Regions from separate parts of the Ovis aries genome. Here regions 1 and 2 are each linked to region 3. Evidence: chromatin contacts called from public Hi-C data. All regions are on one chromosome and are shown on one strand. Each heading gives the region's core, a stretch centred on a gene start, on an enhancer-like site or on the middle of the called end of the contact. The rest is flanking DNA. Distances are from core to core; before and after follow the strand shown. Region 1 holds the start of MXD1 (MAX dimerization protein 1). Region 2 holds the start of TIA1 (TIA1 cytotoxic granule associated RNA binding protein). Region 3 holds the start of PCBP1 (poly(rC) binding protein 1).

Region 1 (2,700 bases), core at 3-2,502, 150 kb before region 3:
TATTGGCAACAATAAACTGTTTAAAAGCTTTGTTAAATATGTTCATGCTTTACTCATTTCTATATTCAGGAGTCTCAATTTACCAAGAGTTTTATTTCAGTTTTTTTTTAATGGAGCTGTCAGTGTATTAACAGTGTAACTTGGGTCTCGAGATAGCTTAAGGAACAATTCTTAAAAATTTTAGTTCTGTTCTGTTCTACGTACATTTATATTGGTACCACACACACACACACTAACACCATTTATAGCCGTCTTGAATAGGAAGTATTCTTTTTGAATGTTTTCCTCAAGAATAAAAGGGAAGGGAAGACTCAAAGAGATGTCAAACAAATCTCAGAATTCAACGTCAATCTGCAGGTACAGGAAGTTTCTGAGCTTTTAAAATCCACTCGCTTGAGGGAGTAATTAGCCAGCACTTAGGGCGGGGTATACAGCCTCGCGATTCCAGTGCTTTCTGGGGAGAGAAAAAAAAACGCTGGGTGGCGAGCACTGAACACAGTCTCCCCCGCCGAGCTCTACAGCCACGTGGCGCTCGCCGGAGCCCCAGGCCCACCGCCCTATCGGGCTGTCGGCGGGGCCTTCGGCCCCGGAAAGCCTGGAACCTCCGGGCCGCAGCCAGCAGACCCAGAGATCTGGCCCCGAACCCGAGCAGGGCAGAGCGCCCAGGTGACGCGCGGTGCCAGCTTCCACCCTAGGGGCGTCCAGCAGATCCCCGGAACTTTTCCTCGGAGACAGGTTCCGGCAACAGGTCCGAGGCGGGGTCGGTGAATCAGCGCGGCTCGGTGCCCGGGTCAGCCCTGCAATCCAATGCCAGTTTGGGGTAGGAATAGCCCGGCGTCTAACCACTAGCCATTCAGGGATCGCTAGCCAGGGGAAAGATGACGTCATCGTAGCTGGGCGGTGTCGGAAGGTCCCACCAATGGGAGACAGGCAAAGTGGCTTGCTTTCTGTATCTCTTGGCCAATACTAACAAAGCAAAAGGGGGCCCGGTTGTTGGTATAGAACCAATGGAAAACAGAGAAGGAGCATGAGGCGGAGTTGAGAATCCTGTCACCAATTGGAAAGAGGAGGTGGAGCCCGGGCCTTGTCAAGCGTGACCAACCAGGGAGAGGAGCGGACTCTGAGGGGCGGGGCCGTAGTGCCTTCCCCCAATCGGACAGGTCCGGGGGCGGGGAATTCTTTGGGGCGCCCAATGAGGAACGCAGCCGAAGTGGGCCTGTCAAGAGAAAGGCCTGGGGGCGGGGGGACGGTGAGTCGGGGATAAACACTCCGCGGCGGTGGCGGCTGCTGCTCTTCTGTAGGTTCTGTCACGGTGTCGGTGGTGCCCAGCTCGCCGGTCCCCTCCCCCTTCCAGCGAGCGTGGTCGCCAGAGAGGCTCTCTCAGCCCTGCTCTGCGGGGTCCATAGCGGGGCGCGGGTGTCCGGCGGCGGCGGCGGCGAGCCCGTGTCCAGTGGGGGTTGGTCCCGTGGCTCCGGCCCCCGGTGCAGAATGGCGGCGGCGGTTCGGATGAACATCCAGATGCTGCTGGAGGCGGCCGACTACCTGGAGCGACGGGAGAGAGGTGCACGGGGACGGGAGGGGGCCGGCCCGAGCTAGTCCCGGGAGCTCTGAGGGGCCTGGCAGCGGATCCCGGCGCCCAGCCTCTCCGGGGGTGGTTGGAGGAGCTGAGAGCGCGACCCGCGAGCGCTCCCAACCCCTCCAGCTTTCCCCACGCGCGGTCCGAAGGGAGGCCGTCGCTGCCCCCAAAGTCAATGAATGGGAGTGGAAAGGGACCACTGCCCCCGGGATCCTGAGTGCTTCCCCCTCCGCACCCCGTCGCGAATGGGGTGCCCGGGGCCCCCTCAGCCAAGCGCTTGGTTTACCTCACCCGGCTCTTCCCGGCCCGCCCCCAAGTGGGCCTGGCGCCGGGTCTCCCAGTCGGCGGAGCAGCGCCTCCCTTGCCCCGCATCCTCCGACCTCGGCTCTGGCTCCCGGTGTCTGGCCCCGCACCTTCGTCTGAGGCCGGTCCCACTTAATATACACCAACCTGCTGGACGTTGCCAATGGGAAACCCAGGCTCCTTGAGACTTGCTGTGTCTTTCTCAACAATGAGCAGCTGGAATGCTCCTTACACCTGCTCCGAACTGAGGGTATTCACTCAATTGAGAAAACAATCATTGTTCTAAGAATTCCACCTTGCTCCTTTTAATTATTTCCACAGTCTTCTTTTAATAAAAAATAAATCCATTTTTAAAAGGAAATACTGTGAAGGGGAGAGAGTGTTGACTGTTCTGTGTTCATTCATTAACTGGATCCTCCGGTTTTCTAGAAGCTGAACATGGTTATGCCTCCATGTTACCATACAATAACAAGGACAGAGATGCCTTAAAACGGAGGAGCAAATCCAAGAAGAATAACAGCAGTAGCAGGTAATTTGGTAAATATTTTCCTTTCTCTTTTAGGTTATGCCGCAGATGATACTGGGTTTTAACCCCGTAAATGAAGCGGCAATCGTGATTCAGTAATGTATACATAGTCCTAAGGCTTTGGAAGAAACCCTTCTATTTGGGTTGAGGGGACTGAGAAGAGAAGAGAAATGGAAGTGTTTTCTATTTCTTTATGAACTTTTTTCCCCAGAACTTAATTTTGCTTTTCTTCCCTTTTGAAACAAAAAATCTGTGGAAACTTCAAGTGAGATTAGCAGCAGTGACAATATTTTGC
Region 2 (2,700 bases), core at 122-2,621, 140 kb after region 3:
ATTTCCCAAAGATTACAAAACTATTTTTTGGCGCTAAAAAAATAATTGACTACATTGTATTTCATAACAACTATAATATCAGAGTTGCAAAAAGAAACCCAAGAGTGTATTTTTTTTAATGCAGAGGGTTCTCAAATTGCCAGTATTCTAAAAATAAAAATAAGAAAGCTACGTCAAAAATTGATTGGGCTTTTTCTTATTTTCGAGAAAAGCAACAAAGGCAGGATCACCTCGTCGGATAGTACTTCGAAAAACAAAGGAGAATGCCTGGGGCGGGGGGAAAGCTACGCTACAAAGAAATGATCCCAAACTAAGACCACTTAACACTACAAAAATTCACAGAGGTGACTTAACATTTTAGTTAAGGTACTTATCAATTGTTGCTTTATTAAAAACTCCCCGCTCCTTCAACGACATATCAATCAAAAAAGTAGCAAGCGAAGATAAAAGAGCATTAAATCCACTTCCCCTCAGTTGATATATATCTCCGGGCGAGAGTTCCATTTTTAAAAAGCAGTTTCAAAATCCTTAGGGGGTCCGATTTGGGGCTTTTTGATCGGGGATGGGGGGTTGCCACAGAAAAAGAGCCAAAGAGAAGTTTAAGAAAAAACAATTGACTTTTTCCCAGTTGGCAACTGCGAGAATAAAGTTCACACCCATGAAAATGAGTACAAGGATTTTCAAGACAAAAATTCTTATCAATGAAAAGAAAATGAAAGGAAGAGTATCTGGAGAAAATCAAAGTAAAATGAAAGCGAGACGGCTGTAAAAATCAGAATAGGTTAATCGAGAAGCGGGGAGGGGATACGGGAGAGAAAGAAAGCATGGGACAAAAAGGCTGGCCGAGTTCTGAAAAGAGGTTTGAATGAAAGTCTTTTCTGCAGGCCGAAGGCCCGGGACGAGGCCAAAGGCCACGCTGTAGGGGCAGTTACGGTGTATGGACTAATTTAGAGGCTGAGCCCCATCTTCCATTTCGTCCTCACTGCCTGGGTCTCGGTCCCTAGACATCCAGGTGAGCGCCAGAGAGTAACCTTGATAGCACGGCGTCCACGGGGAACAATAGGCTGGGGAGCGGCGCAGAGCCGAAGGCTCGCTCCGGGACGATCACCATCCCGCCCCCCTCATCGCTGCCCCAGACTCACAGAGTCTTAGGCATTTCGTCCTCCATGGCTGCTGCTGTCGCGGCGGCGCCTCCAGGTCCAGCTCCCTACCCTTTACTACCTCACAAATCTTTTGACTGGCTATGGCTGCGGGATAGCCGGGTTTCTCGGCTGACCGGAGGTTACCCCGCCTCCTTCTTCGGCGGCAATTACACTAAACTGCCGGGCCCAGCGCGAACAATGAAGACCCAAAACAAGATGGCGGCGAGCCGGGAGCCTTGGAGCAGCCAGGGAAGTGACCCGGGCCGCGCAGGCGCAGAAGAATTTTGCACTTTCAACCTCCTGGCCGCCAGGCTACACCTCAGTCCTTATATTCACTTGTTGCGCAGCCGTGCTTCCATCGACGCCAGGGGGTTGTCTCAGACTGCGCAGGCGTAAAGGTTAACTGTTTAATGACTTGAGTAAACATTTTTGAATTGCACCTTCAGATTCGAATGTGTCAACAGTGATATATAGTAAGATATAAATCTTCATGGAAATGAAAAGTTGTGTTTCTAGAAGAAGAAAGACTCTAAAAACTACGCAAAGCGGGGACAAAAACAGCCTGCGCCGCCCGGGAATCGAACCCGGGTCGCAAGAATGGGAATCTTGCATGATACCACTACACCAGCGGCGCTGACGAGAATCTTTGCCGTTGAAATACCTTAGAACCAAGTACACGCGGACGTTCGTTCCCAAGTGAGGAAGATTTAGTCATTTAAAAATAAGAGTTTACCGAAAGTCTGTATAATCTGTTACTTTTCAGGTAAAAGATGATTTCTTTCATTTTGGTACGGTTGAATGGATGTTCCTACTTTTTCTGTATGGAAAAATCTCACTTAAAAAAAAAAATTTTTTTTTTAACTTAAAAGAGTTTCCGGGAATTTCCTAGCAGTCCAGTATTTAGGACTCCATGCTTTCACTGCCAAAATCAGGTTTAATTCCTGGTTAAGTATTCTCCAAGTCACGCGGCGAAGCCGGAAAAAAAAAAGGTAAGAGTTTCATTAAGAATTTGTCTTCTTGGTGTTAACCAAATTTTTGAGCCAGGAATATATCCAGATCTTTGAGGAATTTTTCTTTATATTTGAATTTCCTTGGTATAATCAATGTACACTGGAAAATATTTAAGAAACAGTTATTTAATACAGATCAATCCAAGAATTCTAAAACTGAAGGAATAAGAAGATATACAAATTTTTATCCTCTTCCAGGGAGGCAGAAAAATGTACGTCAGTATACTCATTATGCATTTTGTATTGCATTTTAAATTATGTAAAAAAAATTTTAAACATTGGGAAATGTACATGCCCCAAAATGTGATGTTTTCTTTGAAGTAGTTCATTTAGACTGCAGCACTTTTAGATAATCATTTTTAAAATTAAATTTAGAATCTGTGGTACATTCTTGGGATTTTATTCAAAGACATCAAATAATAATATTTTAAGGGTGAACAATACAAATTTTTAAAATGTATAATTGAGGAATTTCCTGTGGCCTAAAGTTAGGGTTCTGGGCTTTTTTTTACTGCCATGGCCTGGGTTCAATCCCTGATCTGGAAACT
Region 3 (2,700 bases), core at 69-2,568:
GCGGAGAAGGCCCCATACCGTGGGTGGGGTGGGAGAGGGGCGCATTCTAAAGTTTTCAGGGCGACCCCAATTTCTCGTTGGCGACGAATCCAGGACACGTGTCGCCATTTTGTGTTCAGCAAATATGGCGGCCACCCCCGCGGGGAAGGGGGCGGGGGACTGAGGGACCGCCACGTTAGCCGCTTTCCCTAAGGGATCCTAAAGCACACAGCGCACTCGGCCTGTTCTGTCAGGCTCAACCGAAGGAAAAGGGAACCGGCAGAAATCACAACTGGCGCACCAACGGCCCCAGCGACCTTTTATTAGCGGGCGGGCCGCTCGGCTCCACACCCTCAGGAAAGGTCCTCCAAGATGGCGGGCCCAGCTGGGGGCCGCCCCCGGACAGCGCGGGCGCGATGGCTGCGCTGAGCAGGGAAGGTGCCGAAAAGCAGCAGCGGGAGCGTAACCCTCGCGGGGGAAACCGCAGGAACCCCCCCAAGAGCCCGGATAAATGCACGCCATTGTCTTAAACGTGTGACGAGGCGGCAGCGACTAAAACGACACCAGCGTAGGAGGTGGGGTTTCTGCGGGCTTAACGAAGAGTTGCAAAATGCAGACAAAGCATTATGTAAATGGACGCCATTCTCTTTATGGCCCCGTTTCTAGCACTTCCCAGAAACCATCAGCACAGCCGCGACTCTGATGGCAGCGGCGCGGGATGATTTTAGTCTTTCTCCCCACCGGCTGCCGCCACAGGGCCGGGGCGGGGGTGGGGACTGGTGCGGGGCGCCCGGACGCTGAGGACGAAGGGGCCCCACGTGCCCGTCCAAGCGGGCGCCCGCCCCACAGGCTTCGTCTCGCCTCCCCTCCCCCCCGGAAGACCGCGGCTGCCCCTCCCGTCCTCCCCACACCCTTGCGCATGCGCTCTGATCTCCTCACGCGCACGTTTTAAACCCGCGGCGTCCTAGCAGCCGCCTGCAGTTACGGCTAGGGCTGCCCGTGTCGCTCCTCACTCAAACCGCTTTTGTACGGCGGGAAATAATGTGTCGCTCCCAAGCACAACACTGCCATTTCCAAACGTCTGCCGGCGCCTTCTGGGGTTAATAAAATACGTGTTCGTCTTAAAATTTTGCCGGAACCACAGCTTCTGCCCAGCGGTGCTTTATTTTCAATGCTAGCCTATTTAGAGAGTTTTTGAAAAACTACTCTATTGGGGTTGGCGCAATCTTGTGACCTAAAAAGGATGGGTCCTCATTTTTTTTTCAAGGGGTCCTGCGCAGCAAGCACTTCCGGGGTCAGAGGGTACGCGGGGTTGAAAGCGGGCTTCCCGCCCCGCCCAGACCGCCGAGGCTGCCGCCGGAGTCGCCACCGCCGCGCCCTCGCCCACCCGCCCGCCCGCCGCTCCCGGCCCCGCTCGCCCCCTCCGCCGCCGCCGCCCGCCCCTGCGACGACGCCGCGGCCTCCCGCCCGCGCCCGCTCGCTCCCGCGGCCCTCGCTCGCCTCGCGCCGGCAGTTTTGGGCCTACACCTCCCCTCCCCCCGCCAGCCACCAAAGACTTGACCACGTAACGAGCCCAACTCCCCCGAACGCCGCCCGCCGCTCGCCATGGATGCCGGTGTGACTGAAAGTGGACTAAATGTGACTCTCACCATTCGGCTGCTTATGCACGGAAAGGAAGTAGGAAGCATCATTGGGAAGAAAGGGGAGTCGGTTAAGAGGATCCGCGAGGAGAGTGGCGCGCGGATCAACATCTCGGAGGGGAATTGCCCGGAGAGAATCATCACTCTGACCGGCCCCACCAATGCCATCTTTAAGGCCTTCGCTATGATCATCGACAAGCTGGAAGAAGATATCAACAGCTCCATGACCAACAGCACGGCGGCCAGCAGGCCCCCGGTCACCCTGAGGCTGGTGGTGCCGGCCACCCAGTGCGGCTCCCTGATTGGGAAAGGCGGGTGTAAGATCAAAGAGATCCGCGAGAGTACCGGGGCCCAGGTCCAGGTGGCGGGGGATATGCTGCCCAACTCCACCGAGCGGGCCATCACCATTGCTGGCGTGCCGCAGTCTGTCACCGAGTGTGTCAAGCAGATCTGCCTGGTCATGCTGGAGACGCTCTCCCAGTCTCCGCAAGGGAGAGTCATGACCATTCCGTACCAGCCCATGCCGGCCAGCTCTCCAGTCATCTGCGCGGGCGGCCAAGATCGGTGCAGCGACGCTGCGGGCTACCCCCACGCCACTCATGACCTGGAGGGACCACCTCTAGATGCCTACTCGATTCAAGGACAACACACCATTTCTCCGCTCGATCTGGCCAAGCTGAACCAGGTGGCAAGACAACAGTCTCACTTTGCCATGATGCACGGCGGGACCGGATTCGCCGGAATTGACTCCAGCTCTCCAGAGGTGAAAGGCTATTGGGCAAGTTTGGATGCATCTACTCAAACCACCCATGAACTCACCATTCCAAATAACTTAATTGGCTGCATAATCGGGCGCCAAGGCGCCAACATTAATGAGATCCGCCAGATGTCCGGGGCCCAGATCAAAATTGCCAACCCAGTGGAAGGCTCTTCTGGTAGGCAGGTTACTATCACTGGTTCTGCTGCCAGTATTAGTCTGGCCCAATATCTAATCAATGCCAGGCTTTCTTCTGAGAAGGGCATGGGGTGCAGCTAGAACAGTGTAGGTTCTCTCATAACCCTTTCTGCTGTTTTCCCATGA

The links. Hi-C and Micro-C count contacts between places; a contact is called where the count stands out from the background.
Region 1: a Hi-C map of tail adipose tissue shows a contact between it and region 3, with 4 times the contacts expected there. The contact joins the promoter of MXD1 here to the promoter of PCBP1 in region 3. A contact is called at or near these places in 15 of 16 Hi-C or Micro-C datasets (blood, hypothalamus, liver and 7 more).
Region 2: a Hi-C map of liver shows a contact between it and region 3, with 3 times the contacts expected there. The contact joins the promoter of TIA1 here to the promoter of PCBP1 in region 3. A contact is called at or near these places in 3 of 16 Hi-C or Micro-C datasets (hypothalamus, liver and tail adipose tissue).

What each region holds. Positions count from the first base shown.
Region 1 is chr3:38,461,582-38,464,281 of ARS-UI_Ramb_v3.0, reverse strand. It overlaps MXD1 (MAX dimerization protein 1), which reads left to right and starts at 1,252. Exons shown (of 6, transcript XM_004005810.6): 1 at 1,252-1,561; 2 at 2,309-2,408. The coding sequence starts at 1,489.
Region 2 is chr3:38,174,007-38,176,706 of ARS-UI_Ramb_v3.0, reverse strand. It overlaps TIA1 (TIA1 cytotoxic granule associated RNA binding protein), which reads right to left and starts at 1,371. Exons shown (of 12, transcript XM_060411993.1): 1 at 1,143-1,371. The coding sequence starts at 1,168. It overlaps TRNAG-CCC (transfer RNA glycine (anticodon CCC)), which reads right to left and starts at 1,776; the gene lies at 1,706-1,776. It also overlaps the pseudogene LOC132659524.
Region 3 is chr3:38,312,047-38,314,746 of ARS-UI_Ramb_v3.0, reverse strand. It overlaps PCBP1 (poly(rC) binding protein 1), which reads left to right and starts at 1,318. Exons shown (of 1, transcript XM_004005809.5): 1 at 1,318-2,700. The coding sequence starts at 1,585. The coding sequence ends at 2,655. LOC105610458 (a long non-coding RNA gene) reads right to left here and starts at 833. Exons shown (of 7, transcript XR_003588681.3): 1 at 297-833.